Regions from separate parts of the Ovis aries genome. Here region 2 is linked to region 1. The links are chromatin contacts, called in public Hi-C maps. All regions are on one chromosome and are shown on one strand. Each heading gives the region's core, a stretch centred on a gene start, on an enhancer-like site or on the middle of the called end of the contact. The rest is flanking DNA. Distances are from core to core; before and after follow the strand shown. Region 1 has its middle 100 kb from the start of SLC12A2. Region 2 has its middle 65 kb from the start of PRRC1.

The links. A called contact is a pair of places that touch in the nucleus more often than the background predicts.
Region 2: a Hi-C map of liver shows a contact between it and region 1, with 5 times the contacts expected there. The contact joins two enhancer-like sites. A contact is called at or near these places in 6 of 16 Hi-C or Micro-C datasets (hypothalamus, liver, muscle and 2 more).

What each region holds. Positions count from the first base shown.
Region 1 is chr5:23,527,986-23,534,987 of ARS-UI_Ramb_v3.0, reverse strand. It overlaps the pseudogene LOC114115067. Among named protein-coding and RNA genes, the nearest start is that of SLC12A2, 100 kb to the left of the region's middle. Within about 2 kb of position 3,372, at least 8 of the 54 cell types and tissues checked have an H3K27ac peak or open chromatin away from gene starts, as enhancers often do. A contact at or near this core is called in liver, where this site is marked.
Region 2 is chr5:24,139,894-24,147,799 of ARS-UI_Ramb_v3.0, reverse strand. No RefSeq gene overlaps it. Among named protein-coding and RNA genes, the nearest start is that of PRRC1, 65 kb to the left of the region's middle. Within about 2 kb of position 2,914, at least 8 of the 54 cell types and tissues checked have an H3K27ac peak or open chromatin away from gene starts, as enhancers often do. A contact at or near this core is called in liver, where this site is marked.

The sequences.
Region 1 (7,002 bases), core at 2,123-4,622:
TTCTCTTCTAGTCCTCTAATTTAGACCCAAACTTTGTGGACTGACCAAAAAGATCATATAAAAAGATCATATAGTTCTCACTTGTCTCTTTGCCTCCCATATTAATTACATCATTCTGAAAATGAACCTCTCTTTAGGATCTGTCCAGTGGGAGCTATCTATTCCCACCAGACTAACCCATCTGCACAGGGCTTTTGTTTCATTGCAGTTGGAACATTCCAATTTAACTGCCTGGTCAGTCCTTGACCTTACTCAACATGAAGCTCAGAATCATCTGCTATGGGAAGTTTTCTGATTCCATAAGGCTGCATTAGAGGTCCCTCCTCTGCTCTGCCCCTCTATGCTAATCCACTTGCCCCTGCCATAGCCTCATTGCCTGCACTGGAGTTGCTTTCTTTGCTCTGTGTTTTTCACACCAGTGTGGAAGTGCCCTGACTGCAGTGACCTTATGCAGGGCTTACAATTTAATGGGCACTTAAGGTCCATATAGTCAAGGCTATGGTTTTTCCAGTGGTCATGTATGGATGTGAGAGTTGGACTGTGAAGAAAGCTGAACGCCAGAGGATTGATGCTTTTGAACTGTGGTGTTGGAGAAGACTCTTGAGAGTCCCTTGGACTGCAAGGAGATGCAACCAGTCAATCCTAAAGGAGATCAGTCCTGGGTGTTCACTGGAGGGACTGATGCTGAAGCTGAAACTCCAATACTGTGGCCACCTCATGCGAAGAGCTGACTCATTGGAAAAGACTCTGATGCTGGGAGGGATTAGGGGAAGGAGGAGAAGGGGACGACAGAGGATGAGATGGCTAGATGGCATCACCGACTCGATGGACATGAGTTTGAGTGAACTCCGGGAGTTGGTGATGGACAGGGAGGCCTGGCATGCTGCGATTCATGGGGTCACAAAGAGTCGGAGACAACTGAGCGACTGAACTGAACTGAAGATGCTGAATGTCTGATTAAATGAAGTGAATGATGAGCAAGAGAACTGATTTGTTTTTTATCTTATGAACCCTATGGACCATGTAATTTGTTTTCCATTTAACCTTGACTGATAGGTGAAGTACTATTAGGAATATATGGTGGGTATTCTAAGTTTTAGGGATTTTCACATCCTTTCTCTCTCCCACTTTACTTCATTCTGACTTATGCACTGATACTATGGTATCAGTACATTTTGGAACTAAATGAGAGTGCTGAAATATTTAAAAAATTAACAAATTTGTTCATCATTGTGAAAAAGCATCTGCCATCAATGCCTTATCTTGTCAAGTATCTAAAGACCAAGTATCTCCCAAACCCATGCTCTTATACAAACTTTATGAATGAGAAAACATTATGTAAACATTACAGATGATTCTTCCCAACTGGAAAAATTTTGCCCTTTATAACACAGCTTAAAAGACAGCTTCTTTGTGAAACTCCTCTGACATCCCATTGCCAAACCACTGCAGCCATTCCATCTTTTTTCTTGGCCCATGGCATTGTTATATATTTGATTTCTCAATTAGATTGAGTACCTGATGTAATCAGTTTGTTATCTCCAGTGGCTTATCTTAGTTGTGAGCAGATAGAAGGTTTTAATACAGGATTTTTGAACGAAATAATTAATGAAAAAATTATATAAAGGGGAAGTCTGCTGACAACAGGAGAATGGATGAAGTTATAGGCACAGAACTTTGTTAGGACCAGAGCTTTCTGAAATGGTGATTTGGTTTAGCAGTAACAACTACAACTACTGGTAACAACTACATAGTAATGATATGCATAAGATGTTTCTTATATGTTTAAATTCTTGAGGCCAAACCTACAATAACCACTCTTTCATGTCAGTAACTTGGTCTCCTTCATGCTAATCACTAGGATATAATTATTTGAAGAAGGGGTCATTTAATAAGTGGTTATTGGTTATTATATCTATAATACTTTGGCTTCCCTGATGGCTCAGCAGTAAAGAACTCACCTGCAATGCAGCAGACATAGGTTCCATCCCTGAGTCAGGAATGTACCCTTGGAGAAGGAAATGGGAACCCACTGCAGTATTCTTACCTGGGAAATCCCAAGGACAGAGAAGCCTGGAAGGCTACAGTCCATGGTGCACAAAAGAGTTGGACATGACTTAACAACTAAACAACAACAAATATAAATAAGAAGACTCATGAACAAGGGGAGGAAGCAGAGAACAGCAAGGGAGGATGCTTGTGGCTGGGGAGCTGGGCAAAGGCACCCTCCTTAAAAGTATTTTTAAAATGTCAATCCCAGGTGATATAACTCCCAAACTCTGTGTGAGAAGCCAGTTTGGGGGTCAGCGTGGTAGGGGCAGCCCTGGGCTCCAGCCCACCCTGATTGAGGGTGATAGGGTTGGGGTGAAAAGCTCAAGTTGAGAAGCAAAAGGTGCCAGTGTTTAGTTAGGTGCCAAAGTATTTGCTTAAGAAATCGGTCACCTCCTTGGCCAAGCCCAGACACCGGCTGTTATCTTAACTGCCCTTTAAACGTTTCCCGGTGGCTTTTGTTCTTTGAGGATTACTGAACATTTCGGTCCCACAGGTGCCCGCTGTTTTGAGAAAACTGTGTCCCAAAATACACAAATGGAAGCAGATCCTCATTTGTTGTTAAACCTGTAGTCTTTCCAGAGGTTCTTTTCTAAGACGTAAAACAGAGGGCTGACATAATCCCAGGATCCTAAATGAAGGGGATTTTTCTGCTTAACCTGGGTCACACCAAACTCAGGTGCAAACCAACTGAAGAAACCTTGACTCTGCCCGCCTGCCTTCCTCTCCTTGTTCCATCCTTCCTCTCTTCTGGTCCCCTCTGGTCCAGGCAATACAACTGTCATCGTGACAGGTCTTACCTTTTGGCAGCGCTCCAACTTCACCATTATTTGGTGGGGAGTGTCTTGGGAAAAAAAATAATGTAACTTGAACGTATTTTCTATTAATAGTTTTAAAAAGATCTTCCATCCTTATTTTGACTTCAGTGTTATCAAACTCCAATTAGAGAGAACCGAAAACTGGCTAGGATCTCGTCAGCTCTCTGGTGTTCAGGGGCGAAGCAAGGTGGATCACCCCTAGCCGCGAAGCAACCCCCTCCCACCAGGCAACGCGCACCTCTCCCTCACGTGGAGACCCCGCCCCAGAAGGCAACGCGCGCCTCTCCCTCACGTGGAGACCCCGCCCCAGAAGGCAACGCGCGCCTCTCCCTCACGTGGAGACCCCGCCCCAGAAGGCAACGCGCGCCTCTCCCTCACGTGGAGACCCCGCCCCCCTGGGCAATTGGTGCCTAACTCGTCTCACTTGGAGACCCTGTCTCACAAGGCAGCGAGCACCTATCCCCAAGGCGGAAGTTATATTTGAGCGGTGCGTGCCTTGCCCGCTAGAGGGTGTGTGAAACTGTAGAATGTGTTTTCCCTGACAGAGGCTCCCTCGTGTGGCTCCTGCCGACAATGACGGCTGTGACTTAAATGTTTACTTCATTCTCTTTAGAGAAGGGAAGAAGTCTTGGATCTTGCCCTCAGGAGCGGAGATGATGCTCTTTTTTTTTTTTTTTTTTTTTTAATTTTTAAAGCACATTTTTTTCTCCCTCAGAATAGAAAACTTTGTTTTTCTTAGACTAACGTGGACTCTGGCGGAGTAATTGAACTGCCTGGGAAACAATTTGGGGTAGAGTTATTGCAGGATACTCCAACGCTGCTCTTGTCACATAGATGAGAGAAAGGAGTCGCCGAGACATCTAAATACCCACTAGATTTAAGGCATTTTATGTCCTTAGTTAATCTTAGAGTATCTCAAGTAGGAATTACCATTCCCACTTTTATAATTGAAGTATAGTTGATTTACAATTTTAGTTTCAGGTGTACAGCGTTGTAATTAAGTATTTTTACAGATTATACTCCCATTAAAAGTTATTCCAAGATAATGGCTACAATTCCCTGTGCTGTACAATATATCCTTGTTGCTTATCTATTTTCCAAATAAAAGAATGTGTTTTCCTGACATCCTTGCACAGGGGCCATGCTAACCTCTGCTTTGGTCCAGTTTTAGTATATGTGCTACCAATGTTAGCACTGTCATCCCTTTTTTATAGAAGAGGAAACAAGTTATTAGAGGTCCAGGGTCTCAAACTGGTATAATGGGGGAGGCGGGGGGTTTGTCCAAGAACTTTGTCCAGAGCTAAGTCCAGAGCTTTGCAGTAATGAGACCACCTACAAAAAGATAAAATTTTATATTCAATTTCCTCTCCCTAGAGATGTTACATTCCACAGAAATTTCCTTATGTTTCAAATCCAATAACTTCACATCTGAGTATGTCACTTTTGGCTTTTGTAAAGTGTGCTACATTTGCACATTTAGTCTCAAGAATAGTTATCAAATTTTTTAAAATTTGTTTTACTGATGTATAATTGACAACTAAAATTGCAAGATATTTCAAGTGTACTAGATTGTGATGATATAATAAACACTGTGAAGGAATTCTCCCTGACTAGTTAATTGTGCTGTGCTGTCTGTGCTTACTCACTCAGTCATGTCCCACTCTTTGCAACCCCGTGGACTGTAGCCCACCAGGCTCCTCTGTCCATGAGGAGTCTCCAGGCAAGAATACTGGAGTGAGTTGCCGTGCCCTCCTCCAGGGCATATTCTCAACTCAGGGATCAAACCCAGGTCTCCCGCTTGCAGGTGTATTCTTTACCATCTGAGCCAACAAGGAAGCCCATAGTTAACTAATACATCTGTTATTAATAGTATTAGTATTACTGAGAGTTAACTTATAAAATGAGACTGAGGAAGATGAAGTGGTATGCTTAAAGTTATTACAATTAGCAAATAAATTTCTTTCTCAAGTCTAGTGATGTGAAAGTCATTTTGGTTCTCATAGCAGGCTGTCTTCTTTTAGAGTAGATCTTTTTTTTTTTTTCTTTTTTAGTGTATCAAATAAGAGGATCACCAAGTTCCCTCCTAGCCCTCCAGTTCTGAAGGTTCTGATCATTAAGGGCTTTCATGTCTTGTCTCCCCTTGTCTTCAGTGCTCTGGTCTGGTGATGTTAAGGCCATAGAGGGGTTTAATGATTTACTCTTGCTCACACAAGTGGTCTCTGCACCACCCAAGCCTGGCATGCAGGCTCCCTGGCTTGTAGCCTTGCACTGTGGAGTAGGCATTAGCATTTGGCCTCACTCTGCCCCTTTTCTTTGATAAAAGTTTATAATTTCCTTCTTATCTTGTTTTGGTGGGACTAACCCACCTGAGGCTTTTGGGTTGGACGCCTGACTCTGGCCTACCTAATCAAAGTGTTAGTTACAAAAACAAGCTTATGGTTGAAATTGGGCCAAGGATAGGCAGCCATAGGGTTTGCTAACCCCTTGGGGAAAAAGTGTGCTTTTCACCTGCGCTTAAAAAAGGAGTTTTTATGGACTGGATGCCTATGCCTCCCCCAAATTTCATATGATGAAGTGCTAACTTCTAATGTGTTTGGAGATTGGGCCTTTTGGAATGTAACTAAGTTTAAAGGAGATGGACCTCAAATCTTGTAGGATTGGAGTCCTTATGAGAAGAGGAAGAGACATCAGAATGTGTTCTTCTCCAAACCCCCAACATATGCACACACCAAGGAAAGGCCATGGGAGGACCCTGGAAGGAAGTGACCATCTGTAAGTTAGGGAGAGAGTCCTTGCTTGGAACTGAATCCTGTCTGTCGAAGCTTTTCTCTTTGACTTCCCAACTTCTAGAACCATGAGAAATAAATTTTTGTGTTTAAGCCACCCAGCCCATGGCGTTTTGTTATGGCAGACTGAACTGGGAAAGGAAGTGGCAAAAGCCTAGCTGGGAGCCACTGGTCATCATTTCTGCTGCCAAGAAAGGAAGCCGACAGGTGGAGAAAGAGCTGTGAATGGGTGACAGTGGGTCTGGACCCTAGCTACTATTTTTGTTTAAACAGCTACAATGAGACATAATTCAAATACCATAAATTCACCCATTTAGAGTATATAATTCAGTGTACACTGAGAGATATGTACAGCCATCACCCGAGTCAATTTTAGGATATTCTCATCACCTCAGAAAGAAACCCTATCCCCTTTAGTTATCACTCCCCTTTCTCCCCTTCTCTCCAGTCCTAAGCAAACATGCTTAGCAACCATCTTTCTGTCTCTACAGAAATGCCTATTCTGGTTATTTCATATATATGGGATCATATAATTAATACATGGCATTCTGTGTCTTCTCACTCAGCCTAATGTTTTCAAGGTTAATTCATATTATGGCATGTATTATTTCTTTCTATGGTGAAACAATATTCCATTGTACACAAAAACCACGCTGATAGACATTTGAGTTGTTCTCACTTTTGCTTATTATTAACTACACTTCTATAAAATTCATGTACATGTTTGAGGTAGATGTATGCCTTTATTTATTTTGAATATATATATCATGGGGTGGAACTTCTGGATCATATGATAACTCTGTTTAATTGAATAACTGCCAAACTGTTTTCCAAAGTGGCCACACTGCTTTACATTCTCACCAGCAGTGAGTGTTCTCATTTCTTTGCCGACAGTTACTATTATTTGATATTTAAATTCTAGCCATACTAGTGGGTGTGAAGAAATATCTTATTGTGGTTTTGATTTGCGTTTCTCTGGTGAATAATGATGTCAAGCATCTTTCCTTGTGTTTATTGGTCACTTTCTTGGAGAAATATCTGCTTAGATCCTTTGCCCATTTTTAAATCAAGATATTTGTCTTTTTATTATTGAGTTGTAGGAGTGTTTATCACATCACTAATTCAATGGACATGAATTTGAGCAAACTCCAGGAGACAGTGGAGGACAGAGGGGTCTGACATGCTGCAGTCCACGGGGTCACAGAGTCAGGCACAACTTAGTGGCTGAACAACAAAAAAGAGTGTTTATATATATCAGATACAAGTCCCTTATCCGATATAATAATAATAATGAAAAATTTGAAATATTGCAAGTTACCAAATTATAGCACAGAGTCCCAAAGTGAGCA
Region 2 (7,906 bases), core at 1,665-4,164, 610 kb before region 1:
TTTTATCTTCACTTCTTTATTTAATATGAAAACAAAAGGGAGGAAAAAAAATCAAGTGTGTCTAACAAACATACCTAATTAGATTCTGAAATCTCTTCTGTAACATAAAAAAAACCCCTGAAATACTTTTGAAGCTGAAGCACCAATTAGCCGGGCTTGTCATGGAAAGAACACTTATAAAGCAAAACTCAGTACCACACTTAGAGGTTTGTGTAATGGCTTTTTGGCAGGCCGGGTGTTTTTCCCCTGTTTCTTTGCCTCTATCTAATGCTTTAAAAGGGTGTCGTCAAGTGTTCTTGTCAGCAGGAACCTGGCATTAGTACCTGGCATTAATGTCTCCTTCCTGCACGCCCCCCATTCCTTGCTTCAGCCTCCTGACAGTGAGACAGCCAGCCACCCAGGCAAGGTTTTAGGAATCTGATGCTATGAAAAAGAGGGCAGTAAATTAGGGACCTGGAGTCTGTCTGTCTCTTTCAGAACACCCCACTTCGGGTATGTGAAATGTGTGTTGCCAGCAGGAGTTTCTGAGACAAGATGATGAAGTAGAGGTTTGCTTATATGATTTTGTTTTTTCAGCTGACTTGGCCCTACTGGATATATAGGAGGTGAGAGAGAGAGAAAAATGATTAAACTGCCTAGTAGTAACAACATACCTTTCCCTGCTTCTTAGTGTGAGACTAAGGAATGGTAGATAAATATTTCCATGAAGTAATAACGTCCCCTTGAACAAGCTTCCATTAGTATATATTATAAAAAAAAGACAGTCTGCCAAATTCAAGTTCGAGTGAAAATGTGCATGGACTCACCGTGGAAAGGATAGAAATGTTCAGTATGAAATCGGAGAGACAGTTAAGTAGGTTTTCTGAGTTTCGGCTGTCGCAGGAAGAACAAGTCCACTTAATCATATACACATGTATACTACGTAACAGGGTAAGTTTCGCCCGATGAGTGCCTATTTCCAGGTCTCCTAAGCGCACACGCATTACCTAATTTAGCATTCACTTGCATGGAAAGCACAATTATCTCCATCCTGTAAGTGAGGTTCATTACTTGCTTAAGGCCACACAGCTAGTAAGAAGTGGCAGGAAGACTTGAACCCTGTCCTGTCGGGGCTGAATTTCATGTTCTTTCCATTGTAACCAGAGAGGTATAGATAAAATGAGGCTGACTTTCAAAGTTGTATAAAGTTGGATCTGTCTCGTGTGCATGCTGCTGTATGCCAGGCAACTTTGGGGGAATATGAAATAAATGCTCCTGATTATGCCAAGTGATAAAGTCAGAGAAAGACAAATACCATATCATTTCACTTATATGTGGAATCTTTAAAAAGAAGAAAAGAATTCATAGATACAGAAAACAGGTTGGTCGGTGGGGAAGTGGGTGAAATAGGTCAAGGTTATCAAAATATACAAACTGCCTGCTATAAAATGAGCCTTGAGAATAGAATGTATGACAGATTGCTGTAGTTCTTAATTGTATACTTATATATATGTAACATACTGGGTTGGCAAAAAAATTTGTTTGGGTTTTTCTGTAAGGTGTTAAGGAAAAACCTGAACAAAACTCTTGGCCAACCCAATACATATATTACATAACCATGTGCTTGTATATGTGAAAATTGTTTACAGAGATTTAACTAGACTTATTTTGATTACTTTGCAAGATATACACATACCCAGTCATTATGTAATGTATTGGAAACTAGTGCTATTTGTCAATTACATCCCAATAAAAATATAAACATGCATTTAGGTTATCACTCTAGTCTTGGCAAATTTTTGTGTAGAGTACTATATAGTATAAAAGAAAAAATATTTTAAAAAATGAAATCAAAGAATAAGCCTCGAGTTTTGTTCCAGGGGAGGTCAAAGCAGAGACAAAGGCATAAACAAGTGATACCAAGACTCCAGGAGCAGCACTTCCGTCAAAGCAGATGTGGGGGAGGCTTCCTAAGGGAGATGACACAGGTCAGGACGGGCGGCCAGGGAGTAGAGTGTTCTACATAGAGGGCAAAGCAAGAACATGAGCATGTGGTGTGTAGAGTGAAGGACAGCATGCCCTGTGGCAGGGGAAATGGAAGAAGGGGCTGGAGAAGTGGGCTGTGGTCGTTTTATGTTATTGTATTTTCCCATAAGATCACCAGATAATAAACATATGTGTATAATACATACATATATATATGTATATTTTTACAGAAACAGCTAGTAGCAGTGTAAAATACGTATTAATTAGCAAGGGAGAGAGAAGCCAACTTGGAAGGTATAAAAGCAGTTTCAGTGGGAACAGATCAGGACCTGGATTAAGGCAGTGGTGTCCAGGACAGATGAAAGCAAGATGTCTCACAGCTGGGTGATAATGCCAGCTCAGAAAAAGTGTCGTCTGCCTCCAGATTATGTTAGTACTATCCCTCAAGATGGTTTTCCAGGCCAAGAATCTGTTGTGACAGCAAGAAGGGCTTCTGGCAGTGAATACATATGTAGGATGTATTTATGGGCCTCACTGGCTCTAAAGGATTTCAGCTCACGAGAGGTCCATGTTCTGTTCTGGCTATGGACTGTGGAATATTTGTGTCCTGCCCTCATTACTCCAGTTTCAGAGCCAAGAGGAATTGTGTAATTTTGGGATCGTACCAGAATCATCAGAGGCATCCTGGAAAAACTCAGGTCCCATATTAGGGAAGTTCTCAGAGATACCTGATTAAAGAATGTCCTCACCTATGGAAGAATCGTGTTATCTCCAGGCATGTAAGACCCCTATTTTGTGAACCACAGATGGCTGCTGGGACTTGCCTCCCAAGCACCTTGCTTCCTAGCTTCTCCTTTCTCTCTTCCCTGTAAATCTGGCTAAGGATACCTTACCAAGAGTGGAATTCTTTGACTTTCAAATGAGACAACACATAGCCAGAGGCTGCTCCCCCGTCACTAGAGGGCACCAGTTGAACGTAAAATGTCCAGACATGACCGCCCATAAACTTATAGCAAAATCTCACCGATATGGATTGCAATAAGGTAACTTCCCCACTACTTCCTCCTTATTAACTCCATTTCTGCTACTGAGTAAAACAAATACGCTCACTTTGATTCTGGAATCGATCAGTGAGTTGGAGACACGGAGTTACGTGACTGCATCATCTTTGCTGCCGCTTTTCTGGCTCGTATCATGCGTTGGTTTGTGTGTAAAACCTGATATGAACTTTGCACATGATTGAATTTTTGATTCTGCAAAGGGGTGAAAATGGTTGGTATGGGCGGAATGTCCACCCCAGACAGCATAACTGCAAGATAAAATTATACCCCGATGCATATAGTTTTTCCATAAGACCTACTTGTTATGTTCTGTTGAAAATTAAGATAAACTGCTCAGAGGCTGTAACCCTGCATGGGATTGCACAGAAACAGAACCACAAAGAATGTGCCAACTGTCCAGTGTCCACTGCTTTGCGCAGAAGCCCGATCCCCTGTGCCAAGACCTGGCTGATGTTTGTACAAGCAAAACTGGGCTGATCCTCCCTTATCTGCTGTGTGTTTCCTAATCCATAATCTTGTGCTTCAAACAAAAAAAAGGGAAAGTGAGTATTCACCACGGAGCTATTTGATTCTGTGGCATGTTGACAGGTACTCTGTACTGAGTAGAACTACAGGGACTCTGCCTACCCCAGGCAGACCCAGTATCAGGTCAGCTATAATTGGCACCTGGTGAGAGGTCACGAAACTCAGGCTGTGGGAGCAAGTGCATTAGGGGCCCTGTGACAGCAGTTGCCATGCGTTTTCTGAGTGCTGTCAGGCAGGACCTTCAATCACAGCGTGCTTTGTGCTGTGCACTCTAAAAATGGAAATTAAACCATCAGATCCTCACCAGACTGTGAGGCTTGATGGATGAGCTTAATGAACCCAGGGTAAAGGAATTAGACCAAGTAGAATGTAGAAAAAAGGTGAAGAACCGAGAGGCTTCCATGCCCTTGGGAAATCTACATATTCTCCAGGACTGAGGCAAGTGGGTTGTGGGGGGTCACCCTGTGTGAAGGCAGGGCTGGCTGGAGGTCATGTTCGGTCACATACCGAGAAGCCACTGAGGCCTTATACCAGTTCAGCCTTAATGACATTTGTTTCAGCCTTATAGAAGAAGAAATGGGGCTTACACTTATTTTAAAAACTTACCCAAGATGACAGTACTCATTATAAGATGTCACAGGAGAATAAATAACAGCCACCATTGACCACATACATACCCCGTACCGACTGGCATTCTCTGCTCTGACCCTTAAGACACTTCAACAAAGGCATCACAACTATTTTGTAGATGAGAAACTCAAGGCTGCAAGAGCTTAAATCACTTACCTGCGTGCATCTCCACCTTCACCTCCTTCCGATTCTCTCAGCCCTGTCATCACTCCTCAGGTATCCTCAGCTACCCCATGTGTGCAGATTTACTGCTTTGTTCTAGAATTAAAAAAAAAAAATCCTGATCAGTGAATCTGTATGCATGCCCTGGAAATATAATTAAAATCAGGTCACCAAGACCAGCATCTCCCAGGTATCCAGCCCTGTGCTTCTGGCCATTCCAAGGGTTCCATGGCCAACATACTTAGGATACGACATGCTTTACCTTCTTTCTCAGAGGCTCCTAAACTCATCTACCACATGAGATCTGGGAAAATGGAAGAAATGTTCTTGAGGACAAGAAAGTCCTTTTCATTTGCACAAAGCCCCTGTGCTTCAACCACATGACCTTGAACCTCAGCCTCCTCCCTGTGGAATGAACTAATACACAGAAGAGCACAGAGAGAAAGTTCTGTATAAGCAGGGCGATTATTGCTACCATCATCTCCACTGGAAACAAGGCTCCTGGAGCATATGGCGGATGCACTGGGGGTCTCATCAAAGGTGTGGGCCCATCCTCCAGCGCATCCTTGACACAAGCGAAAAGGTGCTTGGGGAAAGGTTGGGATTTTCAATCAGAGAGTCACGGCTGGCACTCTGCTCAGCCTCTGTGTCTGTGTCATAAGATGAGGAATAAATAGTCTCTTCCTGCTACTTTTTGTGGAGATTAAGGAAGCAAAGAGCTCAACAGGTGTGGGTTGTTATCATTAGAAGGTCAAGGGACCACACTTGTCAAACTCGAGGCTCTGATGCAACCCAGGAGAAACTGAACTTCTCCAGGTACAGCTTAGATGCCACTGTGAGAAATTGGAAAAGTTCTTCATTTTAACATTTATTTGGCCCAAAGAATATTTGAAGGTTAATCTCATTCCTTCTAGAGAGAAAGTCTGATGAAGTGGCAGTAAAGGAAAGAATTCACAGAATGGAAAAACGTTTGGAGAAGAGTGAAGGAAACTCCTGGGAAAGGCTGCAGACCACTCTCTCCCCTTTGCCGAAGAGAGTCTGAGAAGCGGTCTCAGACCTCATCTGCAGGGAGGCAGCTCAGGAAGGTGTTCAGTGGCACGGCCGAGTGCAGGCGGGGAGGCAAGGTGAACGTGGGTGCCTACAAGGGACACTGTCTATTCATCTCTCATGATTCCACATAATCCTTTAAATAAACACAACCTGTTTCCATGTGAGTAACTGTCTCATTCCATAGATGTCTAATCGGAAGGAATAATAGGTATTTCTCTGGAAAATTACAGAAGATCAGAGATCCTTCCTTCCACGCTTGGCTCCACCCCATGTAAGATGGAGCACGTGGACTTGTAGGCGCTGAGCCAGGGAAAGCTGACCGAGGGTGAGGCAAGGTACGGGCAGAGGACGGGAAGGCTGGGGAAAGTCAGAGTCAGTTATTCGGAAGGACAGACAGGCTTCTTTTGTCAAGGCTGCTTACGCCACACGTTCTTCCCAGAGGCTGATTAAGTCCTACGAGGGAGAGAGAACCCACAGCCAAGAAAACAGCACACACCTTACGGAATAAAGCAAAGGAACATGTGTCTGTGCATATCTGTGTATATTTGTGTTGTGTGTCTTTACATCAAAAACAGAAAAGGTACGCTCTGCAAATCACAGGGGAGAGCAGCAATTTCGAAGATTAGGCATAAGCCATTGATGAGATTTTGACATCTTAAAATGGTGCACTTAATAAATTGCTTTCCAAAAACAAACAAAAAAAATGTCCACTGAAGTGAACTCAAGGGAAGCAAGACAGGTTTTTTCAGTTTAAGCCAAGTGATTGCATCCTGATGTTTGCTGAATATACATGGAAACACTTGTAGCAAAGAAGTGCTCAATAAATATTACTATCTTTCTCCTTCCTGTTTTTTTTTTTTTTTTCTTTTTGAAAGCAGGTAGGAAGGAGGAAAAAAATAGGGAAAGAGAGGAAAGAGAGAAGGAAGGAGAGAAGTTAAGAAAGAAAGGGAGAAAACCTTCCCTGAAGATTCTACCTGCCAAGACATGGAAGAAATCTGTGTCTTTAAATAGTGATGATATCTGTGGACATTTCAGGCAGTTTCCTACAGTGCATCCTGTGAGTAAATACCATAGTATAGGGTGCTCTTTAAAAATTAGACCTTACAGCCAGTTCACTATATAACACCAATGGCACTTCTTAAAGAGACATGACCACCAGCCATCAGACGGTTCCTCCTATGCTTGTGTCTTATCTCTGTGTGTTTCTCTTACAGAAGAAAAAAAAAGTTTTCTTTTTTTCTTAGAAGCAGTTGTGAACTGTACCTTTAAAATCTAACCTTTGAAATCTGGCTATGATCATTTTGTTGACCTTAGCTGGACTGTATTATTCTCTTGATGTCCGAAAGGCGTGAATAGATCTCTTTGTGTGCTCAGCCCTCCTCCAAGCCAGGCCAGCCTAGGTTTTGTTTTGGCATAGTCACAAGTACGACACAGACAAGTAGGTTTTGATTTACAGATATACATAAGTAGACGTGATTTCCTTTCCAGGAAAAGGGCACGATGGCCAATACGCTTTAATTTATACACACGGGGCTCTTTTAAAAGGCTGACCTGCAGCTGGGGCTTGGTTAAAGTGGGTCCTTCAGCAAGAAGCATTGCTTCCAAATGCTCCCTGGTAGACTGTCAGTCTGGAAAGACATGGAGGCAAGGAGGTGGGAGGGGAAGACTGACAGAGGAAGAATTTGGTGGGCAGGAACCTAAACAGCTCACTGTAAAGGTTTCCTAAATTTCACACACATCCAAATTTTCTTTCTCCGAATCTGGTTTCCTTTTAGTTATTTCCTGTTTGTCAGTCACGGGTGGTCTACCAGGAAACACCAACAGCTATATTTTTTCTGCTGTGTAGTTGTTTTGTTTTTAAAGATTTCTGTTAAGATGAAGTTGACCTGGTCCTGTCAGCTTGGTGTCAAGTTCCTAGTTGTCTGCATGGTTCCTTCAGGTGTCACAAGTGAAAGCTCCGACTTAACCATCCCCAAAGCTCAACAACATTTCCACGGGTCCCAGAACAATGAGTTTTTTGGATAAGTGAACGTTGGCAAGTTTAAGCAGGGAGGAAAATAGGGTCCTTTTGAGCATCAGGACTCTCCTGTGCTAGGTGGCCACTTGGCCGCTTTGACCACAGTGCGGGAAGGTCCAGGGAGGCTGTCTCCAAGTTGGCTAGACAAGCTGCACAGACAACAGATTTTGCTTGCCCACAGGCTGCACCCCTAAGCCTGGTGAAATGTCCGCCTTTTTTAGTGGGGACCTTAAAGAAAAGCGTCTCAGCGTTTCTAGCCCCATTCTGCACATTTGTCCTTTCTTTGTTCCCTGACAACCTGGAGAGACAAAGGCTCCTCTGTCCTTTGTTTGGTTGGCCTGCCCTCTGTGGAGCTCTCCGCTCCCTCTGCTATTCGAACTCCATTAGGACTCTTCCTGTGACGGGAAGGTGATAAAAGAAACACACTTCAGATAGTAAAAACAAGTGTCCAGGAAGGATCTTGTCATTAGGTTGAGATAAATGAAAAAGCCAGGCC